2 separate regions of the Hordeum vulgare genome follow, and region 1 is linked to region 2. A link is a contact called in public Hi-C data. All regions are on one chromosome and are shown on one strand. Each heading gives the region's core, a stretch centred on a gene start, on an enhancer-like site or on the middle of the called end of the contact. The rest is flanking DNA. Distances are from core to core; before and after follow the strand shown. Region 1 holds the start of LOC123401165 (zinc finger CCCH domain-containing protein 17). Region 2 holds the start of LOC123402982 (dehydration-responsive element-binding protein 1G-like).

Evidence for each region. A called contact is a pair of places that touch in the nucleus more often than the background predicts.
Region 1: a Hi-C map of leaf shows a contact between it and region 2, with 6 times the contacts expected there. The contact joins the promoter of LOC123401165 here to the promoter of LOC123402982 in region 2. A contact is called at or near these places in 2 of 6 Hi-C or Micro-C datasets (leaf and seedling).

What each region holds. Positions count from the first base shown.
Region 1 is chr6H:440,112,876-440,115,808 of MorexV3_pseudomolecules_assembly, forward strand. LOC123401165 (zinc finger CCCH domain-containing protein 17) reads left to right here and starts at 1,564. Exons shown (of 9, transcript XM_045094896.1): 1 at 1,564-2,268; 2 at 2,342-2,437; 3 at 2,532-2,621; 4 at 2,710-2,811; 5 at 2,912-2,933. The coding sequence starts at 1,819.
Region 2 is chr6H:439,475,891-439,478,979 of MorexV3_pseudomolecules_assembly, forward strand. LOC123402982 (dehydration-responsive element-binding protein 1G-like) reads left to right here and starts at 1,629. Exons shown (of 1, transcript XM_045096955.1): 1 at 1,629-2,696. The coding sequence starts at 1,686. The coding sequence ends at 2,339.

The DNA of each region.
Region 1 (2,933 bases), core at 314-2,813, 640 kb after region 2:
CGACATTCATGGTGCAGCCGTGGCTTTCAGCGCGCACCGCGGGGGAAGTGCTACCGAAGACCGGCTTGGCCCCGAGCCGTGGCCTTCAGCGCGCACCGCGGGGGAAGTGCTACCGGACACCGGCTTGGCCCCGATGCTGCTACTCCCAGATGGTGGCACCCATGACCAGGCTCCCAGCAGAGGCGCACATCGATGACGGCTTTGAACAGGCCGCCCCGCCATGGTTGTGCAGTGGGTGATTTGCCGGCGTGCTGGTGTGGGGATGCACGGAGGGACGGATCCCGGCAGTGGCTGCCACCGCGGTCGGGCACTAAGTACTGGAGTGCTTCTTGGGTGCAGCACGAGCGGCTGTTGTGAGGAGCACGACCAGGCATCAACGCTTGTCTCCTCTTCTATGTAGCAGCACGAGGAATGGTGATGTTTTGGATAAGGGTCATGCAGTGCGCAGCTCGGTGGAGATTTAGTGCCTATTGCTATTTTTTGATCAATAGTTGTTGGTAGATGTACACAGACTCGAAGCTGTTGGATACTTCGGTGCTCATCCCCGTTGGATTTATATGCGGTTGTTCGTGACGTTCCAACAAACTATTATTTGCTAGATGTTCCTTTTCACATTAGTTCATTATAATTATTTGATTGTACCGCCTCATAGAGCATCTATAACCGGACTTAACAAATCTGACCTCTTTAACTTTCATGGAAACGTCTGGACGCATCTGCGGACGTTGATCAGTTAAGCCTCAAATAACGAGTTCTATAACCGGATACTTTAAATTAGAAACCTTAAATCTATATTATTACATGCAACATAAATCTAATATTAAGCGGGGTTCGTTCGGGTCCGTCGTGTCCATGCCCGACGGCTAGATATGCCCTTCGTAGTGTCCGTCCGGCCGTCAGCGAGGTAGAATAGGACATGGGACACTAGGCGGCTCATAAAAGTCGAGCTCCCGCCGTCTCCCATGTCCAACTCTTTCTTAAATTTATCACTTAGTGTTACTACAGAACAATCCAACCGTCAACTTCAAAGTTAGTATAGGGAACTACAAGATCATTTTTAAGGAGCATGAGTTAGTATAGGGAACTACAAGATCATTTTTAAGGAGCATGTCTACGTGCTCCAACACTAGCGCATTCATGAATATTTGTTTATAATTTATACAAAAAATTATCCGGACTTATTTAAAATTATAATCATTCTGATGATCCTATTTTATAATGTTTGTATAAGTAAAATCGAATTTCATGGCTAAAAGAAATACTCAATGTAACCTTACTTTTAATGCTTGCAAAAATTAGATTAAAATAATATTGCATAATAACATATAAAGAAAATTATATTTAATATTTCGCCCAATGCAACGCACGGACATTTGTATTACTTTATACTTTCTTTGTAAATTAATATAAAAATGTTTAGATCACTAAAATAGTGTTTTAAATACTTTTATAGTTTACCGAGGGAGTACATAACGAAATGGTGTATGTACTTCCATCAGGCGGTTCGCTTCGTCGGCGTCTGCCAGCCTGCGGGGCACCGGCCACGTTGTATTAACCGGAGCCGGCCCAACCTTCCGCCCGCGAGCTAAACCCGACCAAGGGGAAAGCAGGGCCACCGTAAGCGCCTCCTCTCCCCGCTCCGATCCGGATCTCCCCATCCATTCCGGCGAGCCCTCGCCGCGTCGCTTCCACGCGACCCTACCTCCTAAATAAATTCAACATCCCCGCCGCTGCTCCCGTCAAACCCCGAATACCATCTGACTACTTCCTCCTCTGCCCGCGCCGCCTCCCGAGCCCAACAAACCCTAGGCGACGCCCATGGACTTCGAGGCCGACGGCCGCTTCGGCAACAAGCGCGTGCACAACCGCCTCGGACCGGCGCCCGGCGCCGCCTCTTCGTCTTCCTCTACCAAGGTCTGCATCCATTGGCGCGCTGGGCGATGCAATCGCTTCCCCTGCCCCTTCCTCCACAGCGAGCTCCCTGAGGCGGCCACCACCAAGCGCCCGAACCAAAGGGATGGCCCTGGTGGGCACGTCTGGCGTAACCCCAACTCAGGAGGAGGGGGGCGCGGCGGCGGCGGTGGCTACAACAAATGGGGGAGGGGCCCCGGAGGTGCAGACGGTGGCGTGAGGCACAAGGTGCCCGACCGGCCCTGCAAGTTCTTCCTCGCCGGAGACTGCACCTACGGCGAGAAGTGCCGCTACCCCCACACATATTGCATGAGCAATAGCATCACGCTGCTCACCCCTCTCCAGGGCCACGAGAAGGTACTTCATCTACAGATAAGACCGTCTAGTAAAATTCGAAACGTCGCTGATCAAATGCTGTGCGTTCCTTCAGGTTGTGACAGGGATCGCACTGCCTGCTGGGTCAGACAAGCTGTATTCTGGGAGTAAGGATGGAACGGTGCGCCTTTGGGATTGTCAAACTGGACAGGTAGCCGAGGCATCATTGAATTGTATCCTTGGAAGGATTGTGTGTTCTGTATGACAATTTTCAGTACCTTTGTTTTCTATATGGTGTGTGATAGTGTGCTGGTGTCCTCCCCGTGGGGGGTGAGGTTGGGTGCATGATCAGCGAGGGGCCATGGGTGTTTGTTGGAATACCTGATGCTGTGAAGGTAGGAAATGGTGCTTGAGATTTGGGATTTTAACCCAATGCTATTGCTGTCCCACATGTGTGTCTGACTGTATGAACTGTCGCTGCAGGTTTGGAATATGCAAACTCAAGCAGAAATGAACCTTACCGGGCCGACTGGACAAGTCTATGCACTTGCAGTTGGCAATGAGCTACTCTTTGCGGCAACACAGGTAAACTTCCTTCCTTTTGTCTTGTCGTTGGATCTAACATTTGTCTTGGCAAATATATTTTTTGTTAATGATGTATTCTCTCGTATTACACTTGGTGTAGGATGGAAGGATTTTGGCATGGA
Region 2 (3,089 bases), core at 379-2,878:
TCCTCTTTTTTGTTCACCCTAACCGAAAATGCCCGTCCATGTGGAGCATATTTTTGCAGCTGCAGCGTCATAGGAGGCCCTCGCTTTCTTCCACTTCTTTCCCATCACTTGCCATACTTTTCCATTCTCCCCTAGAACATCTTCCTCTTCTTCATCTAATCCAATTGGTTGGTGGGAGATTGAGACATCATTCTTTTCTTGCCAGTCCTGAGATCGGCCACAAGTTATGTCCACTTTGCCTTGCCATTTAATATCACCCAACAATGGCTAAAATCAAATGGCTTCTTCTCCATTTCTTGATATATAGTTGCCATGACCACAGTCTAGCAGACAAAATATGTATGAAAATGACAATATGACATAAAACAAGGATATGCAAATGATGATAAGATGATGAAATGTAGCTTACTTGAGTCGCCACTCCCATCCCATTTTGAGTGTGGCCAAGCACTTGTGAATAGTAGCTGTCATACTTGTTCACTTCCCCTTGAATTACCCCATTGGTTTGGAGATATTCCATATTATGGTTGGTGACGATAGGATGTGGCTTCACATATTGCTTTTATTCATGATAATCCTTCCAAATCTTCTCCCAATACTTATTGACCTTTTGCCATCTGCGACATATGGGATCCATTATTGCGGCTAACAAAAAATTAACTAACAAAATATCCTTGAAAGTGAAGAATGCTGGACCTCTTCCTTTGTCATCTTTGGCTTCTTTTTGCTCTTGCTCGGTTCTGGATTTGATGTTGCCCTAACTTGAAATGAAGGGCAAATCGGATCCCCAACTTACAGTCCATTTGGGTCAGATCATGACTATCATTGATCATCTCCGACATGCATGATCATCTCCTAAGTCATCATGGTTTGCAAGCATTAATCATGTCCCAAATGAACTAATAATGGTTTGTGCAAAACATTAATCATGACATATGCAAATTTGACCGGAAAGGAGCAAAAAGAACTCATCGAGTCTTGTTGGGTCACTCCGTTGAACAGGTCGTGCACAACTCGTGCGATGCCGGTCCCCATGCTTGTCCGCGTCTGAACGAGCTTTGACGACTAACATACATCCACCGACGACATCTGCGTTGGCGAAAAGCTCTTCGAAATTCCTCAAACGGCCGTCAGAACCCCCTCTGTCCCAACCTGGTCCAACAATGCGATCCTTGTCAACGGCTTGATGGACGGGGTGCAGGGTCCTGGGTGCGACGACGGGGGAGGGGGGAGGGTCACTTGGAAGCAGTATTTGGGTACAAATAGAATCAACAGTCCTCTTTTATTGACAGAAAATCACACTATCCCACAGCGAGCTTTCTCTTTCAAGGCACGTTGCTGTCACAACTCGCAAGAGAGCCCCGGAGCACAGCAGACTGACCCAACCAGCCGGGCCCTCATCCGTCCCATGCCTGCGCGTCGCGTGGGTCTCCATCCGCACCCTCTCGAGCTCCAGCTGGTTCCGACCCAGTTAACGCCCCCGAGCCCAACACCGTCCCGACCCATCAAGTCGCGCTACCTGGCTGGCGCCTCCGGTGGCACACCGCGTTGAGCCGTGCACGCGGGGACGTCGCGCTCCACGCGCTAAACTATATAAACCGCCACCCTTCCCTTCCAAATCCAAACCACCTGCTTCCACTCCCTCCCCCTGCTTACACTCCAGCAGCCAGCATAGCCAGGCAGCCATGGACGTTGGTGCCCTCAGCAGCGACTACTCGTCGGGGACGCCGTCCCCGGTGGGCGCGGACGGCGGCAACAGTGAGGGCTTCTCGACGTACATGACGGTGTCTTCGGCTCCGCCGAAGCGGCGCGCGGGGCGGACCAAGTTCAAGGAGACGCGGCACCCGGTCTACAAGGGCGTGCGCCGGAGGAACCCCGGGAGGTGGGTCTGCGAGGTGCGGGAGCCGCACAGCAAGCAGAGGATATGGCTCGGCACGTTCGAGACCGCAGAGATGGCGGCGCGCGCGCACGACGTGGCCGCGCTGGCGCTGCGCGGCCGCGCCGCCTGCCTCAACTTCGCCGACTCTCCTCGTCGGCTCCGGGTCCCGGCCGTGGGTGCCAGCCCTGATGAGATACGGCGGGCGGCGGTAGAGGCGGCTGAGGCATTCCTGCCGGCACCCGACCAGAGCAATGCGCCCGCCGAGGAGGTAGCCGCTGCACCAACGATGCAGTTCGCCGGTGATCCGTACTACGGGATGGACGATGGTATGGACTTCGGGATGCAGGGCTACCTCGACATGGCGCAGGGGATGCTCATTGCCCCTCCTCCGTTGGTAGGTCCGTCAGCGACTGCCGGAGACGGCGACGATGACGGTGAGGTCAGCTTGTGGAGCTACTGATTACGCGCATTTGAGTTATGCCATGTGTGGTGCGACGAACTACTAATGCATGTGCAGCTTTATATAGTAATCGAGTAGAGGAAGTGTACTGCATGGTTGCCCTTTCCTTTTCTCCACTTTGTTCTAAACTTCTCTGGGTAATGTACGTTTGCTCTCTGATGAACTGCGATCAGAAGAAGCAGAGGGCCTGATCTTGAGTGTAGTGTTCGAGCTCCGAAGGAGTGTTGGGGCTAGCTATATGTATCTCCCTTGTTTATTATGCATGAGCGGAGTGTCTTCGTCGGTGTTTGGTTAAGCAAAATGTAAGTTTCTCGGTGTATAATTAGCAATATAGCACGTTGCCTTAGAGCATCTCCAGCCGTTTAGTTCCTAACGCATCCGGCAAATGCCATTTTGGCGTTGCGCCGGCGCTTTTTTTGTCCTCTAGACGAGCGAGTCTCGAGCCACGCCCTGAGGTTTCGGACTGAGACGTCAACTTTTTTAAATTCTTTTTTCCCGCAGCCAAAAAGATGTTACGAGTTCGGCGATCATCATGCCATAAGTCGACGATCATCATTCCATTGTTTGGCGATCAAACACACCCAGTAGTTTGGCGATCAAAAGAGGAAGGGATAATAGGGACGAAACAGATCAAACGGTCGGCTCGGCATGGTGTGGCTCCTCTGCCGCGGGACTGGTCGGGTTCGGTGTCGGCGTAGTCGGGCTCGTCGTCGGCGTGGTTTCTGCGCTCGGGCTGGGTGTCGTCGTTGG